Linked DNA regions of Mus musculus: region 1 is linked to region 2. The links are chromatin contacts, called in public HiChIP or PLAC-seq maps. All regions are on one chromosome and are shown on one strand. The core of a region is the stretch at or near the end of the contact, and the rest is flanking DNA. Distances in the headings are between cores, read along the strand shown.

Region 1 (6,392 bases), core at 1,149-3,648, 220 kb after region 2:
ATTAGAGTTTTATCTGCCTGTATATCTTAATGGGCTTAAATTCTATCTTTAAGAGAGCCAGTATCTTGATACATTGAAAATTCTATTATGAGCTGGGCGGTGGTGGCGCATGCCTTTAATTCCAGCACTTGGAAGGCAAAGGCAGGCAGATTTCTGAGTTCTAGGCCAGCCTGGTCTACAAAGTGAGTTCCAGGACAGCCAGGGCTACACAGAGAAACCCTATCTCGAAAAACCAAAAAAAAAAAAAAAAAAAAAAAAAAAAAAAAAAAAAAAAAAAGAAAGAAAGAAAGAAAGAAAAAGAAAGAAAATCCTATTCTTTTGATGAAAAAAGAGATACATTTGAATAGGATAGAACCTTTCAAACTTGGAAAATTTACTAGGTTTCTCAGCTCAAGGAAGGAAGCCCTAAATTAGTTCGTGAGAAATTCAACTTTTTTTTTAGTATTTTGTTCATATGAACCCTGTCCCTAGCATCACAGAGATCCATTCTTTTTACCCTCACTTTCCTATGTAACTTTTGAATTTTCTTCTTTCTTAAAAAACCCCCTTGGGTGCAGTTATAGTTGGGAGTGGGGCCTGCCATACTACATTACTCCATTAAAGAAAACTGACTCTTCTGTCCCAAGAGCTATCAAATGCGAATAGCTCCTCAGCTATCAATGGGATTTCATGCCCACCCCAACCCTCATTCTAGGATTTCATCTGGCTTGATCTTATGCATGTTGTCACACTCTATATGCACTCATATGTGCAACTTCCCTGTTGTATGTAGAAAACACTGTGACAGTGCCAAATGAGACCGTGTTTCTGTCGTTTAGTGGTGTATAACCAAGAACTATATGACATGTAATGTTATCCTCATATGGTTTCGAACCTGTAACTTTGCTAACTTGCAGAGTATACAAACGGGAATATCTCTTGATTACTGTTAGGGCAATAAAGAGTCGTTCCTTTGAAAAATAGAAAAGACTTACTTTGGGTCAGAGTTTCAGAAGTGTAATTCAAGGTCACTTGGCTCTGTTAACTGTGGACTCCATTGTCCGTGGGCTGTGTTAGGCAGCGCAGCACGAAGTGAACATGGGCAGAAGACAGTACTACATTTTTTTAAAGCGTAGCTGTTTCTCTGACTAATAGGAAACGTAAAATTCTCTGCCCACCACAAATATGTGTTATTGACCTTGGATAATCACATTTTATGGTGATTTTCATGCAATTTAAGTATAACATTTATCTGATTCCACATTTTCATAAACAGTACCACTATTACTTGTACTCCTAAGGAAAATACTACTGCTAGCCCAGCCTTGATGTAGATGGAGCTCATAAAATATACCTGGATATCAGCAATACTGAGATGTGAACTCTCTATCAGTCCTGGAGTTGACATGATATGTAATAGGCCCAGTATGACGGTAAACTTGGGCGAGAGGAATCCTTCTCAGACAGGTTAGGAAATGCATTCCAGGCAGAGGGAACACTGCAAACCTGTAACAATAGTAGATGTGCATTGTCTGGGGAATGCATAAGACTAGGTGTGGCCAGACCGTAGGCTTTATGTGAAAAATGCAAGACTTGTAAGGAGAAAAGTATCGCCACGGGGCTTGATGAAGAACCTGATTCATGTTATAGACAACAGACAATAGTGAAAGCTGTATATGTGTCCAGGAATGGCAGGTGCAGGCTGGGCTGGGTGTCTTGTTTGGTGAAGGAATGTTAGGGGCCCGCTCTTTCTTTTGTTCTTAAGAAATGTATCATAATTACCAATGATATGAAGTTAATTGAAGGAACAAAAGGCTCAAAAAGAACCCGAGTAAAAGCAGTGGCGGTGGAAGGAAGGCAGTGACATAAACTTTGGATATGACACCTTTGATGTGCATGTGTGACACACCGGCAGAGATGCCATGCTTGTGCGAGAGAGCTTCGTGATGCTGCAACAATGGTGCTATAGCATCTAAAGCATTTATACTCAAGAGACCTGTGACCAAGCTGCAAAGGAAATAAAAAAAAATTCTCTTTATGTTTTAAGAAGTTTACAAGTTACCCTTAGCTACCTGTGGTGCAAACAGTTCCGAGAAGATGGCAGTTTAAGACATGTGGGTGAATGTGTCAGTCCAAAGGCAAGATGTAGAATAAAAAGATTCCTCAGAGCAGCTGAGTGTAAGGTCGTATTGGAAGCTGAGAAAGCATGCTGTGACATGGAGCCTGTGTGGGGTGTTGAGCAGGAAAGCTAGTTTTTTGTTAGGGGTCTTCTCACTCAGAAAATACTAAGCAATTAGGGTTTGGATGTTTTGGGTTTTTTTTTTTTTTTTTAAGCCTGAGAAGTCACATGCATTGTGACTCAGTTGATTCATGATTAGAATTATTTGTATATAAGCAGCAATTCAGCTCTTGTAATTTTCCATTTGTAAATCACATCCTGTTGCCACACTGGAATGAGATGATGTGTTTGTCTTGACCATCCTTCCTTTCTCAGAACACTCTTAAATAATGTTGACAAAGCCACAGTACTTATTCTCAACTAACTTTCATTTCCTGAGCTAAACACAAAGAACTTTTAATGGTACTTTTCTGGGTTTCGATCCCTGTGGCGTCTAAACTTTCCCCTCCTCTTCCACAGTAGGCTCTTGTGGATGCCAATTTACAGTGCAGGTCTAAGCAATCCTGTGCAGCCATTTGTGTGTCTTGTTTGAGCTCCCACTTTCCCACCCTCAGATCAAACATGACCAATAACGATATGGCCTTCGAAACCATGATGCTCACATTAAAAGTCCCCATAAACATAGCAGGGATCCTATAATTGAAAGAAGCCACAAAGCAACTGATTAGATCCTAGGTCTAGATCTTATAGGTGGTCTTTCCTTGCTGTTAAATTGGCCATTTGTATTTATAGCTTCGGCAGGGAAGGCTGTAACTAAAACTGGCCCTAATTCCAGCACCTCCCACGATTGGTCTTATCTCACATTCAGTTACCCGTGGATGGTGATAAATTTCAACCTGACTCTGAATGAATAACTCTAGCTCTGTTTCCTGTGTGGTTATTTGGCCAGATAAGTTTTTTTTTTTTTTTTTTTTTTTTTTTTTAGTGTCAAGAAACTTTTCTGAAAAATACTGCTGCTGCTGTTGCTACTACTACTACTACTAAATAATACAAAAACCCCAATAATTTTACCAAGTTTAACAAAATTTTACCAAGTTAAACAAAAAGCCGTAAGTCTGATTCCTCACACTGAACGCAGGCAGTTCCAATACACAAATGGGTAAATATCCCACAACAGCTGAGACTATGGCTGTCGGACCCTATTTGCTTTGTACTTTCTCTGAGCCTGTAACACAGCCTCAGCCTGACCTAAGATACATAGTTATCACTGTCTATTGATTTGTGAACAAAAGCCTGGAACTGGGTGAAGTCCCTAGAGGGTATGTATTTTCCCTCTGTGGCTTTCTTGTTTAAATCCTTTCAGAATCAGAGAATCCTGGTAGAATCTAGCAAGAGATATTTTCAGCCTATAATTCTCAGCGCTGGTTAGACGTCTTCCCTATAAAAATCTCTTTGTTGGATATATACATCTAAATTATTTTGTAATAATCTTTAAGTCAAATAACATTGACAAGGGCCGTAACTGAACCTCAAAATAGAACAACAGCAAACTACTGTCAGCCTTGTCATTGCGACCTCAAGACCATGGAAGTAAAACTGATTCACCATATTCCGTGGTTGTGAGAAAAAAACGTGTGACCTGGAGTGTGGCCTCTGAAAGAAAGGAATCTTAACTCAGCACGTGGAGGAAAAGAGAGGGACTGGACCAATGTATGTCAATCATGGGCCAGGGTGTGTACTGCTGAGTCTCTATACAACTCAAGAAGGCTGGCTTCAGGTGTCATCAGACAGCAAAACTGTGTTATGTGTCTTGAGCCTTTGGAAAGTAGAAAGAGCTACTTTAGTGGGGGCTTCCTCATCAGGCTCTCATCTGAAAAGCTTAGTTTGGATCTTTTTATTTACTAATGTAAAGTTTTTGAACCAATTAGATGGCACAGCAGGTTCTCTCGTTCTCTCTCTCCCTCTCTCTCTCTCTCTCCCTCCCTCCCTCCCTCCCTCTCCCTCCCTCCCCCTCTCCCTCTCCCCCTCCCCCTCCCTCCTTCTCCCTCTCCCTACTTCTCCCCTCCCTCTCCCTCTCCCCCTCCTCTCCCCCTCCTCTCCCCTTCCTCTCCCTCTCCTCTCCCCCTCCTCTCCCCTCCTCTCCCCTTCCTCTCCCCCTCCTCTCCCCCTCTCCCCTTCTCTCCCCTCCCCTCCCCTCCCGTTCCCCCTCCCTCTCCCCCTCCCCCTTTTCTCTCTCACACACACATTATTTAGAGATCTCATTTATATCCGCCCCCCAAGAAGATTCTTTCTTCCTCTTTCTCTCAGGTCTTCCTACTTCTTACCTTATCTTTGCACTCCTCGAACCTTACTTACACCACCTTCTCCCCACCTTGGTATCTTTAGTTCACTGTTTCTGTAAAAGCCAGGCCTCCACTTGGCTTTCAGTAAGTCTAGTTCTCTTTTTATTTTTTTCATCAATATTCAGTTGTAAAAACAAAAGTGTCTAAATGTTTTAAATGTATCTGGGGTAAAAAAGAAGTTTATAGACAAACTTCACCATAGTTATAAAATTTTATATAAGCTACTATTCCATGACCAAATAGAAATAATTCCCAGAATATGAAGATAATTAGATACCTAGAAATCAAAGTATAGTTTCTATCCCTGTCAACAGATAAAAGAGGAACAGTCACGTGATTATTGCTTAGGGTTAGGTTGTAAACGGTATATTACAAAATTCACTAACCACTCTTCATTTAAAAAGCTTTAAAAAGCATTAAATAATGTATACTTACTCACTATAATAAAAAAAATCGTACTAGCCCCAAATTTGTAGCTTGTACCACAGACAAAATTCAAATGTACCTACAGTAAGAGTTCCCAGGCATTGAAAAATGAAGAAAAAAACATGTAACTAGCAAAGCTGTAGAAACTGTTCATAAAATGTAGGAAAAGATTCCACTCTTCCGATAGAAGACATGTAAGGTAAATTATACTGAAATTTCATTTTCTATGCAATAGATTATCAAATTACCAAGGTTTGAAGGCAGACTATCTTGGCTCTGTAGTGAGATGTCATTCTAACTCATTGCTTTTGTTACAGTCCATTTGGAGTTCAGTTTATCAAATAGCAGCATCCACTAAAGTCTAGTGTGTGCTTCTCGAAGGAAGATGTGCCACGCTGATGTGGGGATGACGCTGTGGGAATGATTAGGGTGGGTCTCCCCACCTCACTTCACCTAATCTGCATACTCCACTACAGATGTGCCCGAGAGGATGGTCTGTTCAGTGATCCCAGACTCTGTCAAGGTGCCAGTCATTATTAATCGTCACAGTAGTTTACCTCTTACCCTTTCTTCCCTGTTACCAAGTCTGGTTCTTTATTTCTAGCTAGCTCCTTCACTTTCTTTTACAGGAGTGCATTGGAATATATATGCTCATTCCAGGACAAGATAAGGGATTTGTATCCTAAATTACCCTAACATACAGTATCTTTCATGCCTAACCACAAAGGAAGACCAAATATCATTTTGTTTTTATGTCTTAAGACTACCATCAGAATCTGACCTATTACATAGATATTTGCCTTTCAAGCCTTAAATCTAATTTGCCGAGCATGGTGGAGCAACCTTTAATCCCTGCAGTCAGGAGGCAGAAGTAGACAAAACTCTGTGAGTATGAGGCCAGCCTGGTCTACACAATGAATTGCAGAACCGCTAGGGTTATATAGTGAAATCCTATCTTCAAAAGGAGGAGGAGGAGACAAAAAAAGGAAGGAAGAAAAGAAAAAGAAGAAAAAGAAATACTCTAATTCTGTGTTGTTTCTCCTCCTCTTCCTTCTTTCTCCCCATTGTTCCTCCTCTTCCTCCTCCTCCTCCTCCTCCTCCCCCCTCCTCCTCCATCTTCTTTAAAACAGGGCCTCATTGTAGCACAGGCTAGCCTCAAACTATCTATATAGCCAAGAATTACCTTGAATTACCTTGATCCTCTTGCTTCCACCTCTGTATTAGGGGTTATCCCTGGCTCCTTAACTCTAATTATTGAAAGACAGTCTTCTTCCTTTAACTTTAAATAGTTTCCCAGAACTCCCCACAAGTGAGAGATGGTGGTTGGTGGTATAGTTTGGACAGACATCAAGTTAATCCTGCTAAGCATTCCAAGATGTCCCGTGATGGCACAGAAATTTGACATACAGGGTCACATGTACCCATGCCTCCACCCCTCCAACTATGGGAGACTGGACACTTTCATTGCTCTGTTGGAACAAGGACTAAAACATAAATTCATTTTTACAGACTTGAGCAAGGCCCTG
Region 2 (7,241 bases), core at 116-2,615:
CGTTCCTTTACTGTTTTATCCTTTTCAGTAATGCATGCTGTTCTAGATTCTGTGGCAAATTACAGAACTATTTTAGGATTAAATTAGCTGGAAGGCATTGCTGCAGGAATAGACTTTTGTTGCCTGTTGCCCTAGCAATGTGTTCTCATTTCCTTTGCCAGTTGGTTTCTCCGTGGCTTGAGCAAAGCTGAGTCCCTTGAAAAGTCATTCACCCACCCCACCCCATCCCTGGGTGTGAGCAAGCCCGTGGCTTTCCCCAGGAATCGGGTATATTCCTGCCCTTCATCTGTACATTTTCATTTCAAATAAGGGAAGAGAGCATTAATTATTTGGAACTTGTGTTTATCAGCAGACTCACCACTGGCCTATATAATTCTCCTTTGGTTGTGTAACATGTGAGCCCACAATAAAAGCCCGACTCCTGATAGATACATTTGTCTCTACAACACCCATCAGCCCAACCCTTTTCGTTACACTGAAGCATTGCTGACAATCTTGTACTGATTTATGATTTCTCATCAACCTCAGGCTGTAAGATCCCTATTTTCCTATTTACTGTAATTTTTCCCAGTGAATGTTTATCATGAATTTGAATACATTGATAAGTCCTTTTTGGCCAAGAAAGAGAATTCAATTCTGTTCTTAGTATAGTTTTAACTCACTTTATGGATCAGTTGCCTTCATAAAGATTTTGGCTTATGGAATCAATTTTCTTTTAGTACATTGATTTTTTTCTGCTGACATGCAATTTAAATCGGAGCTGTGTTTTCTGGTGCAATAATGGCCTAAAGACATAGCAAAATCACACTGATGATTGCAACAGTCCCCTTGAGGGGACTCAAATATTGGTGTGATGCTAAAAGCAAGCTAATTAATTAAACATGATTAGGACTAGCTTCATGTTTGAGCAAATGGATCCAAGGTGTAATGAAAAGAATCTGTGGTACTTTAGCTGAACAAAACATGTTGACAAGACCCTGAGTTCTCCAATGTCCTCCTACATGAAACTCCTCTTTTGCTTCAATGGTTTGTTGTCCATGTTTGGTTGGTTTGGTTTGGTTTTCTGGATCATATTATACATTGAAGGAGAGAATCAGAAACAACAAAAATACCTAAAAGCAAGTAAAATGAATTTGAGAATATGCCTACTGAACCATTCCTTTGACCATGAGTGTGAACTCCTTATACCTATGTGTTCTGGGAAAGAAAGCATCATATTATTTCCCTTGTTTCTTGAAGACATACACTAAGCCATAAAGGACCCGAAGAGATTTGTGCCAGCGTCAAAGATTGGAATGGTGCAGAGATGGTGATTCATTCTTAGCACTTCGCCACTGGAATTCCTTTAGGGTTAGTCAGGACTCTAGGTAACTTGGGGAGAACAGCTAGCCTTTTGTAAGCTCAGTTACACAAGGATGCCAATTGTAGCTGTTATTCAGATGTGATATTGCTGCCAAATATGTCTGAGGAGGTCTCTGGTCTTGTGCCTTTATTGATTTATTTATTGTGCTTCTCTTTTGTACCAATTGAATCGTCTTCACCTGAGAAAGAAAGTAGTATACTTAACTACATCCCTCCCTTATTTGGGGCTATGTCAATTTCCCGTTCTCTGTCAGAACAGAAGGTGAGAAGGGGTTGATCACTTTGATAGCTCACTGGAGAATGGATGGACCAATCACAGTATCGCTATTATTCTAAATGAGTACCGTGGGTAGCAGACAGCAAGGGCCTATGTGCATTAGTAAATATGAACATGTTAGAAGGCAGGAAATAGATATCATTGCCAGCGCCAATATTTGTCAGAGTTCCTGATGGAAAGTTAAAGAGTAGAGTTAGTAAGTCCAAACTTGAAGGTAGTTTTTAGAGGCTATGTATGAACTGAATGACCTAGTTAAGAAAACAAGTCCAGGTTTATGGGTTTCCAGGAACTAACATGAGTGGGTGGCCCTTAGGAACACTCCTAGGCTTGAAAGGGAAACAAATTTCCATTGTTAGAAAGCTGACAAGAACTGCAGAATAGAAAAGCAGCAATCAGTAGGAGGTATGACTGTGGAAAACAGCAGCCTCAGAGATCTTGTGGGTGCAGTAAGTGTGGAATTACTCAGCCTGTTTCTCCTTTTATTCTCTAGCCTCTTGCTTGTGGTGTTAGAAGTTCTCAGCTAACTGGCAGCCACTGGAACCACAAGCTAACTTGGACAGATAATGTCTGTAAAGATTCTGGCTTGGGACTTCATTGTAGAGTAAGCTGGAAGGCCTGTCTTCCTAGGAACCGCTAATACATTCAGAGCTCTTTCTCTGGAGCTGGTTTTGTTTCTTCAAGATCAGTGTCCAACATATGCCTAACCATAGAGACTGAAAGGTTCCTGGGAGCAAAGCAGGGGAATTCAATAGCAGTGTTCAGAAAGCATATGATCTTTTCTAGGTTAACGATGTGTTCACCGTGTGCAACATTCCCCTAGCCAAAAGAACATTTAGGAGAATTAGGGAGTACCATTCAGTATTGAGCAGGTCTATATATTTCCTATGAATTCCACTTTAATTGTGACCCCAATTTCCTCTACTTTTTCTTGTGATTTTAACACTTGAGGTTAAGTATGTTCTTTAATTTTCAAATAGTTGGTTATACATTCTACATATGTCTGGAAAGAGTACATATTTTCCAATTATTGGGTGGGATATCTTATAACTATTAGATAAAATCTGGTAAGTCTTTGTATCCATTGATTTTGCAGTCTTATTTTTGAGATAGGGTCTCGCTACGTAGCCCAGGCTGTCCTGAACTTACTTAACCTTGAACTCATGGTAATCTTCCTGCTTCAGCTTCCTGAGTGGTGGAGTTCCAGGCACAAGCCACCATTCCTGACTTCACTGATTTTCTGTCAGTCTTTTATGGCAATTAATAAGAGAGTAATATGGAAGTCTCTCCATATAATTTTGAATTTGTATATTTCTCCATCCATTTCTGGTAGTTTTGTTTCACGTACCGGTACCTTTTATTAGGTATCAGTAGTACAAATTTAGGATTGTTATAACTTTGCAATAAAGTGAGTCGCCTTATGTCATTCTTTCCCATTCCTTTTGACTGCCAGCACTCACCATCTTCTCCCTTCTTAGTTCTGATTGGAAGCTTGTGCTAGTGTCCAGCTTCCCCTACCTGATTCAATAGTAGTCCTTTTATCAGTGGTTTTCAGCAAATTTGTTTAGTGCTGGTTTGTTGCGTTTGTCTTGCTTGTGGTTAGTTGAAACATTTTATTCCATGGGTTTCTAACCTTCTTCAAACTTGAAACATTAAAGCTAGTATCTCTTTGAATATTTTCTGTCCAACCCCAATGCTCCTAATTATATTCATGCTAGAATGCTTAAAATGTCAGATAAGTCACCAGGGCTCATTTCATTTTTCCTTTGCAATCCAGAAATCAGCATTTGGCAGAAATCATGGACAGTTGTGTGGCTTACCTCACACACTTCTACTTTCCCAGGGATTAGATTGCTGCTTGCCATTGGACATCAAAAGCTAATTGTTGCCTATAGTCTGTTTTATTGTGTATGGCAGGAGGTTAATGATGGACAGTGGTCTCTGAATTTTGTTCTACTCACTTCTTGTTTTGTCCAGAGCAAGGCTAACTTCCTCCATCACCACTTTTCCATCTTTAAAATCAGGAGACTTTGCGCCTAGCTTACAGGGTCATTGAGAAGATCCCCAGCCACATGTAATATGTGTGTGTGTGTGTGTGTGTGTGTGTGTGTGTGTGTGTGTGTGTGTGTGTGTGTGTATACACAGAATAAATTCCTCATGTCAGACATTACTCAGCCTTAGAACAATCAGTTTGTTGGGAGACTTAATGTAGGTTGCCAGCACAAGGTGAAGGGATGTTGGAAAATGCTGGTGTCCAAGACAGTGATTTGAGAATCTAGCTGTTTCACAAAGACTTCTTTTTGTTTGTTTGTTTGTTTTTTGTTTTTTTGAGACAGGGTTTCTCTGTGTAGCCCTGGCTGTCCTGGAACTCACTTTTTAGACCTGGCTGGCCTTGAACTCCACCTGGCTCTGCCTCCAATTTCTGGGATTAAAGGCATGCACCACCACTGCCTGGCTTTTTTGTTTGTTTGTGTTTTTGACACAGACGCTCCTGATAGACAGTTCTCCGAGGCCATGCTTCTTTGACTAGAAGAGCAGGCAGCTTGGCATGCCTTAAACCCCAATCCTGCCAATAAAACTAGCACAGGTAACTGGAGAACAGTTGGTATGTCAATAAGGTTAATGTCAACATACTTCTATAGCTATTGCTATCAGAATTTTTTTATTAGAAAAAAATCTGTATCAGACCCAAAGGACCAGTCTTTTTTCTTTTGGCTACAGAAATGAAATAATGGAACATACTGTCATACTTTCTTTTACATCATGCCTAGAGTCTTATTCTCATCCCCTAAATGCTTATCATTGATAGTAAAAAGAGACTTATTTCCCCCTTTTTATCTTGCTATTTATATTCTCAGTTCTGTGAATCTCAAAATCGTTTCCCAGCAACCACATACATGGTGGCTCACAATCCTCTTTAATGGGATCCAATACTTTCTTCTGGTGTGTCTGAAGACAACGACAGTATACTCACATATATAAAATAAACAAATCTTTAGAATTTCATTCATATGTATGTTTTATTAGCCAATGCTTATCAGTTTACAGTTTTTTTCTTATCATCTCTCTTTAAATCATTACATATCCTTTTAACCCAGCCTTCCTACTGGGCAGTTATCCACAGAATAATTGGAATACTATTTCAAGAAAAAAATGTTAACAGTTTTACTTTTAGTGATTAAAAGTGTATGCTTTCTGTATTCTTGACTTTGCTTCAAAATGTTTAGTAAGCATTCCTTATCAACCAACATATCTATTTTTTTTGATAACTTAGGCATTTGAAGTATTAACATCTGTTTTCTTAAGCATTTACTCTCTGAGACTATACAGAGGACCTAATGTCTCAGGACTCATACAACTTGGTAAACATTTTTCAGCCATTTGACACCAGATCTCACCTAGATGTACCTCCCAAACCCAGTCTTTACCCATTCTTAGCATAATTTGTACTACTTTAAATATGTGACTCTTGATAAAATGTTCATCACAACCATATTCACAAAAGAGTTTCTTTATTTGCAAGTCCATATCCCTCCCAAGAAAGGGACATATGAGAGAGTTAATGTAATTATCATTAGTGTATATTGATGTAATTCTATAAATAACAATTCTTTGGAAGCTATGTCTATAAATAGGCTGACTGGGCTCTATGATCATGAATTTGACCTTCAGTGAAGAAAGGTTTTCGTGTCTCCACGCAGAGCCCTGAGGATCTATTCTTTTCAGAGCTGATCAAACACTTACCTGAAGCTATTATATCAGATGATGGGATTTCTACTTTGGGTGCTCAAAAGACTTGGCATCTACTTCACTGGAATGCTTTAGTAAACTCTTATGAGCTCAATTATTCTTTTTATCTTCTTTGATTAAAAAGTTGTCCTTCCCCTGATATAGCTGTCTCTTGTGAGGCTACGCCGGGGCCTAGCAAACACAGAAGTGGATGCTCACAGTCAGCTATTGGTTGGATCACAGGGCCCCCAATGGAGGAGCTAGAGAAATTACCCAAGGAGCTAAAGGGATCTGCAACCCTATAGGTGGAACAACAATATGAACTAACCAGTACCCTCAGAGCTTATGTCTCTAGCTGCATATGTATCAAAAGATGGCCTAGTTGGCCATCACTGGAAAGAGAGGCCCATTGGACTTGCAAACTTTATATGCCCCAGTACTGGGGAACACCAGGGCCAAAAAGTGGGAATGGGTGGGTAGGGGAGTGGGGGGGGAGGGTGTGGGGGACTTTTGGGATAGCATTGGCAATGTAAATGAGGAAAATACGTAATTAAAAATTTTTTTTAAAAAGTTGTCTTTCATTCACAGACGTGAGATTTAATTTATTTCCATTGCATTTAATTATTCAGGATTTACTTACATCTTTCATGCAGTTCACACACCCACAGCCTAGGAAGTTTCCTTGGAGAAAATAATTTGGATTTCAGTTCATTACCAGGTTTATCCTTATTATCTGACTCTTACTGGTGAGGCAATGATTGATGTAAGGATGTTTGATACTTCAAGGTTAACCAGTTAGTGTTAGAGGAAGCCAGGAGTCGAGCTCAGTGGTCAAAGGCCCATGCTCTTAGCCACCGCCACCATCTTCTGTCTGTTCCCCCAACATCCTCGTCTGTGGTTTAGCAATAAATAATGTCCTCCGGTAAGTATCATAAGAGGCTTCTCTCTAGGAACTGGATTTTCATCCAAGGTTTGCCACTAAGTGTGCTGGAAATACTGAAATTTTCCCGGGGTTAGTTCCCTCAGCTGTAGAATGGATGGGTGGACGGAAAGACATACAAGAACCCTTTCTGCTTTAAATGGTGTTTCATTTTGTTAAATAGCATTTTAGATATCCAAACACTTTATTCATTTGGTAGCTATGATCCTTTCCCTGTAGCTTCTCAAACTGCTGTACCTGCTTCCCACTCCATCCTGCTGCTTGGTTGACCAACTGCCGCCTTTTCCTTAGACAGCCCGTCCTCCTGACACAGTCCTATCTCATGGTGGTAATGAGATGACTATTTGCCAGAGCTATAGGTATAGATGCGTATAATAACGTACAGAGCTGTGAACTGTCACATTGCCCACACACATTCAGCCAGAACAGGTTTCATAGCCAGACACTGGCTCTCATAGCAGTCATAGAGACAGGAAGAAGATTCTGAACTCACACTGCCACACAAGGAGGGAGCAAAGAAATCAAATAGCAATCTTTGTGCCACGGGCAGAGAGACCGATTGCATCTGGGGAAGGTGGACTTTGAATACTGCCTCCATTGTAAATGGCATATTACCTTTTCTTTCTGTCTGCTCCCACTGTTTTGATTACTGACAGCAGCCCCCAGGCTGATGTTGTAGGTTAGCATCAACAAGGTGCAGCTCATCATTTGAATGGTTGGGAAAAGCACAGACTTTCAAAGGTAAGCCACCTTACCCTTTGTGTACCTGTGCTGTATGTCCTATTAACCATGATCACCCGTCAAATTAACCTTTGTGTGTATATGTGATCAATAGAGGGGCTGATGTGCCTTTGAGAAACAAAACTACTAATAAATAACCTGATAAAATTAGACTAATAATGTACACTAAAGAAAAAAAGACATTTGATTAAGTGG

The links. HiChIP or PLAC-seq counts read pairs in DNA pulled down with a chosen protein or histone mark.
Region 1: an HNF4G HiChIP or PLAC-seq map of pancreatic cancer cells shows a contact between it and region 2. The contact joins two enhancer-like sites. A contact is called at or near these places in 1 of 115 datasets of contacts at active chromatin or transcription factors (pancreatic cancer cells) and 1 of 9 other capture datasets (adipose tissue).

What each region holds. Positions count from the first base shown.
Region 1 is chr2:113,638,238-113,644,629 of GRCm38.p6, forward strand. All of the region lies in intron 16 of Fmn1 (formin 1), which reads left to right. Among named protein-coding and RNA genes, the nearest start is that of 4930533B01Rik, 67 kb to the right of the region's middle. Within about 2 kb of position 2,399, at least 27 of the 459 cell types and tissues checked have an H3K27ac peak or open chromatin away from gene starts, as enhancers often do. A contact at or near this core is called in pancreatic cancer cells, where this site is marked.
Region 2 is chr2:113,419,561-113,426,801 of GRCm38.p6, forward strand. The region is part of intron 2 of Fmn1 (formin 1); the gene reads left to right. Among named protein-coding and RNA genes, the nearest start is that of Gm13963, 31 kb to the left of the region's middle. Within about 2 kb of position 1,366, at least 74 of the 459 cell types and tissues checked have an H3K27ac peak or open chromatin away from gene starts, as enhancers often do. A contact at or near this core is called in pancreatic cancer cells, where this site is marked.